2 separate regions of the Mus musculus genome follow, and region 2 is linked to region 1. A link is a contact called in public HiChIP or PLAC-seq data. All regions are on one chromosome and are shown on one strand. Each heading gives the region's core, a stretch centred on a gene start, on an enhancer-like site or on the middle of the called end of the contact. The rest is flanking DNA. Distances are from core to core; before and after follow the strand shown. Region 1 holds the start of Ccdc43 (coiled-coil domain containing 43). Region 2 has its middle 11 kb from the start of Adam11.

Region 1 (4,122 bases), core at 660-3,159:
TCTCCCTTCCCAGCCCCCAACACCCTTCAACAGGACAAATGAATGACTTAGGGATCCAGTCATACCTTCACCAAAACCTTATCTCAATTTAGGTATGGTGGTGCTAGTCTGTAATCTCAACACTTGGGAGGCAGAGTCAGGAGGTTTACAAGCTCAGAGAAAAGAAATAGATTGAGTCCCAGGCAAGTCTGGATTACATAGCAAGACTCTGTCTTAATACCACCATCTCCACACAATCACCTATTTACTTCTGGGCTGGAGAGTTGACTCAGATGCTAAGAACACTGGCTGCTTTTCCAGAGGACCCTTGTTTGAGTTCCAGCATTCACATGGTGGATCACAAACATCTGTGTTTCACGGGATCTGCCTACCCTTCTGGTCTCCCTAAGGGCATCAGGCACATCGGTATACAAACAAACATGCAGGCAAAACACCCATACACTTAGAATTATGTCACTAAAGTGTCGTTATTTCTATTATTTCTTTAAATACCTATTCCCATTGGACTGTTTGGTCCCATAGGGAACACAGATCTTTGAGCCACTCATCTTTGAATTGTCAGTCTGTAACAGTGTTGTGGTGAATGTATTCAGTAAGTATCCAGTGAAGCAAGCAGTCAGAGTAAAGGCCCCTGCACAGCCTCCTCCTCCTCCTCCTCTGTAGTTTGAGTCTAGCCCACCTCAGGCCAGAGCTGGCATTCTGCTGGTAGAGTTCTGTCCCCTCTTAGGTTCTCTCTCATGGTGTGTCATTTCCTTACCCATATATATATATGTCATTGATGTTTTGCCTGCATGTTTGTCTGTGTGAGGGTGCCAGATCCCCTGAACTGGGTCCCTGGAAGAGCAGCCAGTGCTCTTATCAGCTGAGCCATCGCTCCAGTTTCCTTATCTTTTAATCGAACATAAAGGCATCTCCTCGCTGGGTTGTTGGGAAGATGGCAACAGATACTTCATGGGAACCTCTTAGCACCGTCCCTGGCAGAGGACAGAACTTGTTTCTTGGGTTGGCTGTCATGTGTCTACAGTCATTTGGGAAGAGGGGAATTTAGAGAACGACCTCCTATAAGATTGGCCTGTGGGACATTGTCTTGATTAGTGATTGTTGTGGGAGAGCCCAACTTATTGTGGCTGGTGCCACCCCTGGGCAGGTGTCTCCTAGATGGTGGAAGAAAGCAATCTGAGCAAGGCAAGAGGAGCAAGCCATTAAACAGCAATCTTCCAAGGCTCCTGCTTCCAGGTTCGAGCCTTGAGTTCCTGTGACTTCCCCTTAGTAATGGGGCGTGACCTGAGAGTGGAAGCTGAAATAAACCTTTTCTCTCCTAGTTGCTTTGGCCATGGTGTCTTATCTCAACAGAAACTCTAAGACAGTCCTCAAAGGTATACCTGTGGAAACACGGAAGCAATAATTAAAAGCAATGACTCCGAGGCTGCATGTTTAACTGTTGAGAACCTGCTATGTGTCTCTGTACAGAAATGAGTCAGAGAACGTTTTCTGAAATTTGGGTTTTCAGGGAAGGCGGCTTGGAATGGCAGTGAAGGTGGTATTCCGGAACACAAGACTCAGTGGGGCATCCTGGCTTCACATTCCACAAGAACCTGCCGGGCGCAGAGCAGAACTGCTGGAATCCGTGGTGAGCAGTCCTCTGAGCTCTCTGTCACGTGTCTGACAATGACACTGAATCCGATCGTTGCCAACTATAACGAACCGGTTCAAAACTCACCTGCCGGTGTTCCTGGGTGCCCATGCGACCACGCTTACACCGAGAAGCGCTAGCTGCGAGGACATAAAGATACCTCAAACCGCGGATCACAGCCCGGCGCGCAGGGGTGGAGGATCCCTCTCCGGGCATGCGCGCTGGCCCAGTGGCGCGGCCCGACAGGCACTGCGGTAGGCACCCTCGGGTCCGGCAGGACCCTGTCCCCAGCATGGCGGCGCCCAGCGAAGTGGCCGCGGCAGTCCTCGGTGAAGGCGATGGCGGGGCTTTTGGATCCTGGCTTGACGGACGGTTGGAGGCGCTGGGAGTGGACCGAGCCGTTTACGCCGCTTACATCCTTGGCGTCCTACAGGAGGAGGAGGAGGAAGAGAAGCTGGACGCCCTGCAGGGTATCCTCTCTGCTTTCCTGGTGAGTAGAGTAGTCGGGACACATCCTATCAACCTCACGGAGAAATCTGGGAACCTCTTTCGTTACTTCACATCTCTCTTTCCTTTTGCTGTCACGAAGGCTTAGTGGTTTTACCGGAAAGAAGCATAACTGAGGGAGAAGTGGGCTGCTGCTCCCTCGCCAGATTTTGGGTTGCAGGTGTACAGAGAGGATGGGATCCCCATATTCCGGGCAACAAGGCTCCCTGGGTGCCTTTGGATGTGCTAGAGAGTATCCTGAAGCCATTAAGATGTGTAAATGGCAGTTCGATCATAAACGTCTAATAGTTCCATTTCTATGGTTTGCGATGTTTAGAGTGGGGAGTAAAATGTTTTTGAGATGTCTGCCCATTAGCGGGTAGTCTCAGGGCTGTCCCATGACAAAAGCCTGTGGGAAGTTCCCTTTTGGCTCCAATTTCAGTAGAGTCCTCAATTGGTAAGGTAATGGAGATCTTTTCACGATAAGCAACCTTGGGAAATTCAGTAATTATTAATGTGTGTTGGGTGGGGCGGTACCCTGTGATGAAGACAAACTGGAAACAGATAAGGTATTTGTATGGAATGGTGGCTGGTGCACATCTTTAGTCCTAGCACTCAGGAGGCTGATCTCTGTGATTTTCAAGGCCATCGTGGTCTACACAGAGAAACCCTTTTTTGTTGAAAAAACAAAACAACCAAAAAGAAGCAGGTTCGTGGGTGGGGCACAAACCTTTAATCCCAGCTCTCAGGAGGCAGAGACTGGCCTTTGTGGTCTACGCAGTGAGTTCCTGGACAGCCGGGGCACAGAGAAACCCTGTCTCAAATACTCAAATGCAGATTCGTCACAGTATGCTGTGATGTGATGCGTGATTATAATCCCAGCCCTGCAGAGGTCAGCAAGTGGGTGGCCAACTTTGGGCTTGCCAAGTGAGACCCTGGCAAACCAGACCAAGGAGACTCACTAATTTAGAAATTTGTAATTTAAAGCTGTATTTATGTATCAGAGGCGATCAAGACACCCACTTTTCTAATCTGATATTTGTGCGGTGTTCATCCCTCCCCGTTCCACTCCCAACAGAAACAGTTAGATTATATGCATAGATTAGATTCCCTACCTCTCTTGCCCTGAGATTGTCCTGTAGAGACTTCCTTTTTAATATAATTGAGTTGGGGGCTGGAAAGATGGCTCAGTAGTTGAGAGCACTTGTTGCTCTTACATAGGACCTGAGTTCCATTTCCAGACCCTACACAGTGGCTCACAACCATCTGTAGTTCTAGTTTAAGGGGATTGGACAATCCGTTCTGACCTCCGTGGGTAACAGGCACGCATGTGAAAGAAGTGCAAATCTAATAAATGAATACAATCAGCTCAAAAGTAAACTTTGCTGCATCTGCACTAAATACCAGAGAAACTGTTATCCTTCCACACGGTGGAGGCGTCTCTTGAAAACACAAAGTGCTACTGTGAGAGTCAACTGCTCATCAAAGGCTTTGTTCTTTGATGTCTATCACAATGAGCAGGTTTGGAGAACGGGCTTATCTAGTGTCCTTAAAGTCAAAATTCAGGGACTAGTAAGGAGAATCAAAAGGTATGGTGAGCATAGATATAAATATGCATGTACATTCTTTTTTAAAAAGATTTATTAATTTTATGTATATGAGTACACTGTAGCTGTCTTCAGACACACCAAAAGAATACATCGGACCTCATTACAGATGGTTGTGAGCCACCATGTGGTTGCTGGGAATTGAACTCAGGACTTCTGGAAGAGCAGCCAGTGCTCTTAGCCACTGAGTCATCTTCCAGCTCCTGGATGTACCTTCTTTATGTAAAGAAATGGAAGGTTTTTTTTTTTTTTTAATTTTTATTTTTTTCAAATCCAAAAGTAATTTTTGGGTATGGGACACATACTAGAGACGCTCACACTGAAGTTCAGTTCGTTGAGAACATGCTGGAAATATGACACACTGACGCAGCTGTCCCTGATCCCACTGGCAAGAAC
Region 2 (4,122 bases), core at 986-3,485, 52 kb before region 1:
AGGGGAGAGAAAGAAGAAGCCAATGCTGTTAACCTTAGGGTTCCTTCCCACCTGGAGGAGGGACAGATTGGGCTCACGTGGGGAGCCTGGCCCGAGAGGGGATGCCCATAAAGTCGTGGCTGAGCTGGGTGATGATTTGATCTGCTCCTGTATACGGATGGTGTTCTCGGGCAAAGCCCTGGGGCTGAGCACTCTGAAGATGTTGCCCAATGGGAGGCACAGGGAGTTAAGATACAGCTACGGTGGGGCAAGCTGAGATCCCAGCACTTCTAGCACTGGGCAAGGCAAAGAGGGGACTGGGCAGGCAAGGGTCATCCTTGACAAACTGGGCTCCCCCAGAACAGTGTGGGGAGTGGTGGCCTACTAGGGAGGGGGCTCACCACAGGGAAGTCTGCAGAGGCAGCATTCACAGAACCCTTCTTCCTCAAATGAAGCAAGTCAGACAGACAGACAGACAGGCAGGCAGGCATCTTCTGCAAACATCTCTCTGGAATTTCAGCCCTGTATTGCAAAGAGCCTAAAGGGTGTTGCTGTTTGGCTGTCTTAGCAAATTCAGCAAGTCCAATCCCTTTTATGGACTTTAAAGGTATAACACAAACTGTAGGAAACATGGAAAAGCCGATAAATTCGACTTTATACAGATGTATATAGGGTAGAGGTCATAAGCACAGTTAAGAGAGAAGCCACTGATTCCAAAACTATGTACAAGTTAATTTTAAAAGGCTGGTGCCCTAATGCATGCAGGGCTCCTTACAAAGCACCAGGAAAGTGATCAATAACCCAGGAAAACGAGCAGAGGGTAGCCAGAGGCCTCACACAGAAAACCCAAATGACCAGACAGAACTGTTGACGCCATTCATTGTAAGAGAAAATGAAGACTAGGACTATATCATACATGCTCCAATTTATCAGTTTGCTAGAATAACAAGGGGCCAAGGAAACAGAGTGTGTGTATGTGTGAGTGTGTGTGTGCATGTACATGTGTGTGAGTGTGTATGTGTGTGCATGTACATGTGTGTGAGTGTATGTGTGTGTGTGCATGTGTGTGTGTATGTGTGTGTGTGTGAGAGAGAGAGACACAGTGAGTACATATGAGTGTATGTGTGTGTGTGAATGAGTAAATGAGTAAAAAATAATTTGGCCACACTGAAGAAAATTATAAATGTAGGCACCCTCTGACCCAGTGTCGCTACCTCAGGACTTTATTACCCACTACACATTGATTGTAAATACTTACTCACTGCAGCTAATCTGTGTCCATTAGCAAGAAACAGGTTAAACAAAGCACTGCAGATTCAGGCAATGGTATATTCTGTAGCCAAAGATTGGGGGGGGGCATTTAAAGACGCTTTTTAGTAGCAGTTATAAATTATTTAAGGTATACTGGGGGAAGCAAGAAGCCGCACATGGAGCACCATTTGCCCCAGGACGGAGGTTAAAACGGTCGGATGTGCTGTGTGAATGTATGCGAACTGGAGGATGGATGTGGAATCCACTTTCACTTTAAGCCTTTTGTAGTTCTTGAATTTTGAGTGCAAGTGCATGCTATATATGTATGCATGCTATATTTATAGTGCCATATATATGTATACATGGATATCTAACTATGGAAGGGAAGTGAGAGTCCCGTTAACTAGCCCATAATCTTTCTACTTCTGGAGAGCGAGGATTACAAGTGCGCGCCCCACCCCACTTAATTATTTTAAAAATGTGAAAGTATCCGTTTCTTTCCTTAATTCTTATACACACGAATGTGGGGCTTTATACACACAAAGATCCCTGATTTAGGTCAATCCTTGCAAGGCTCCTCACAGCCCAAAACCAAAATTCATTGCTTCATTACCCTCCCCCTGCCCCACCCCCTTACAGCTTTCTCAGCTCCACTGCAAACCCAAGGCCATCCCAGGCCTTGCTCTGCGGCACACCTAGGGCATCTGCTGTCTGGTATCTCTTGTACCTTCTAGGAAAGGGACAAAGGCATTGGGGACTTCAGCCTTGACTCCCAGATGCACCCTCATCTATTGCGCGGAGTCTTTCCCCATCTGCCGCACAAAGGCGAAGGCACAAAGGGGAAGGCATCTTTCTCTGCTCTCTCACACTGCTATTTCCTGACCTCAGTTTCATCTGCTCAGGGACAGGGGTTCTTCATGGCTCTACAGACTCTAGGGCTGAGTCTTCCTTGTTCCACTGTTGACTCCATGACCTAACCCTGTGACTCAGAAGTTAGGAAGGATCTGACAACATGCCAGGCATGTCCTGTAATCCCTAGGGAAGCTGGGACATTGGGACAATGAGGTCAGGGCCAGCCTGGGTTACACAAAGAGAATTTGTGGAGGGAGGGAGGGAGGGAGGGAGGGAGGGAGGCAGGGAGGGAGGGAGAGACTTCAGTTCACACCACTGATGGGCTAAGAAATGAGGACTGACTAAGGGTGTGGGCGTGGGGCACTTGCTGTATTGGACTGACTAAGGGTGTGGGCGTGGGGCACTTGCTGTATTGGACTGACTAAGGGTGTGGGCGTGGGGCACTTGCTGTATTGGATGGCCATGTGACACACAGGTTTGTCAGGGTTCTGGCTCTGCAGATCCTGGGAATTTGAAAGTTCACTGACCAAAGTAGAGAAGGAATTCAGCTCAGGTGATGGATTCAATGGCCTCTCAGACTCTTTCTTTTGTTCTGTCTGTCTGTCTCCCTCCCTTCCTCCCTCATTCCCTGGCTGCCTCCCTCCCTCCTTCCTAACTTCTGAGCTTTTAGGACTGCAGGTAATCAGAGATTCTTTGCATATGTCTGAGTATCCTTGATGGCCCATGGTTGGGATTAACCCCAAGGCTTTTTACGGGGCAGGAAAGTGAGGAAAGCTATGGTCTCCTTCCTCAGCCCTTGGATTTTGGAGACAAAGTCCTACTGTTTAGCTCAGGTTGGCCTTGAACTCGTGACTCTCCAGCCTTGGCTGAGGTTACAGGTGTGCACCATCATGCTTGACTCTTGCCATTATAGATTCTGATTCTGCAAGTATGGATAGAAGTCCAGAAGCCTGCATTTATTTAAAAAATATTGGGGACCTACTTTGTGTCTATGTAGTTGGTGTATGTGCACATGTGTTTGGGTGCATGTGCACTTAAGTACAGAGAGGCCAGGGAAAGCCTGCTCTTTAACTCTCTACCTCATTCCCTTGAGACGGAGCCTATTACTGAACCTGGAGCTAAGCTGAAAGGACCCTCACAGTGCTGAGGTTACATGCATGCACCCTCACAGTGCTGGGGTTACATGGACAGTTATGCCAGGCTTTTCTTATGGGTGCTGGGGATTCAAACTCAGATCTTCACACTTGCCCAGAAACTGTTCTTACCCACTGAGCCATGTCCTCTGCCCCTGGGACTTGCATTTTTGGGGAACCAGGAGACTCTGATGACTCTCATATATATATGAGTTTCAGAAAACAGCCTTTTGCTCTCCAAACACTTTTAAGTCAAAATCTTCAGTTAAAGACCACTGTGTAAATACGGCTCCAGTGACCTCTTCTCTGGGCTGAGTTCCCAGAAGAGTCTTTGCCAATGGAGCGAGCTGATGATCAGTGCCAACTCTGACCAGCAGGCCCCTGAGGGTGGACTTTGGCCTGTAACCAGCCACGGTCCTCAGGAATCAAAAGGACTTACCTGGTACAGTGTGAGCTGCCTAACAGTGTTGGAGCCTCTGGGTCTCAGAAAAGAAACTTCAGGAAAGGATTTAGACAGATGGCAGCAAGGATGAAACTTCCCGAGACACAGAAACCTTCCATTTTGACTACAGTGGGGGAGGGAAAGGTCTGAGGAAGGACGCCAGCACACGTTCCAGCCCTCGTAAGGCTGCACCGCAACCTGTATCTGTTTCTCTACATTAAATGTGTACAAGGAACTCTGTCCTTCCTGGTTTGTCTTCAGATGCCTTACTGCCACATCCCAGTGTGTGGGTAACATAAGTGGGGGTACCCTATTTTATACCCTATTTTAAAGGGAACCAGAAGGCTCTGGGCCTGGTGAAGAGGTTACAATTTGGAAGAAAACAAGGCTGGACCAATAGCCATGACTACAGACTCTCGAGTTAGCTGTTCACACTTTGTCCTTTGACCCTAAACTGAACTCTGA

The links. HiChIP or PLAC-seq counts read pairs in DNA pulled down with a chosen protein or histone mark.
Region 2: a contact with region 1 is called in an H3K4me3 HiChIP or PLAC-seq map of the SCID.adh cell line, with 19 read pairs. The contact joins the enhancer-like site here to the promoter of Ccdc43 in region 1. A contact is called at or near these places in 1 of 15 datasets of contacts at CTCF or cohesin (the NIH/3T3 cell line), 1 of 484 Hi-C or Micro-C datasets (nephron progenitors), 5 of 115 datasets of contacts at active chromatin or transcription factors (the SCID.adh cell line, embryonic stem cells and pancreatic cancer cells) and 2 of 9 other capture datasets (adipose tissue and pancreatic islet).

What each region holds. Positions count from the first base shown.
Region 1 is chr11:102,695,512-102,699,633 of GRCm38.p6, reverse strand. Ccdc43 (coiled-coil domain containing 43) reads left to right here and starts at 1,909. Exons shown (of 5, transcript NM_025918.3): 1 at 1,909-2,123. The coding sequence starts at 1,926. Gm34392 (a long non-coding RNA gene) reads right to left here and starts at 1,855. Exons shown (of 2, transcript XR_389053.1): 1 at 1,794-1,855; 2 at 1,420-1,694.
Region 2 is chr11:102,748,039-102,752,160 of GRCm38.p6, reverse strand. It overlaps the pseudogene Gm39501. Among named protein-coding and RNA genes, the nearest start is that of Adam11, 11 kb to the left of the region's middle. Within about 2 kb of position 2,235, at least 40 of the 459 cell types and tissues checked have an H3K27ac peak or open chromatin away from gene starts, as enhancers often do. A contact at or near this core is called in the SCID.adh cell line and pancreatic cancer cells, where this site is marked.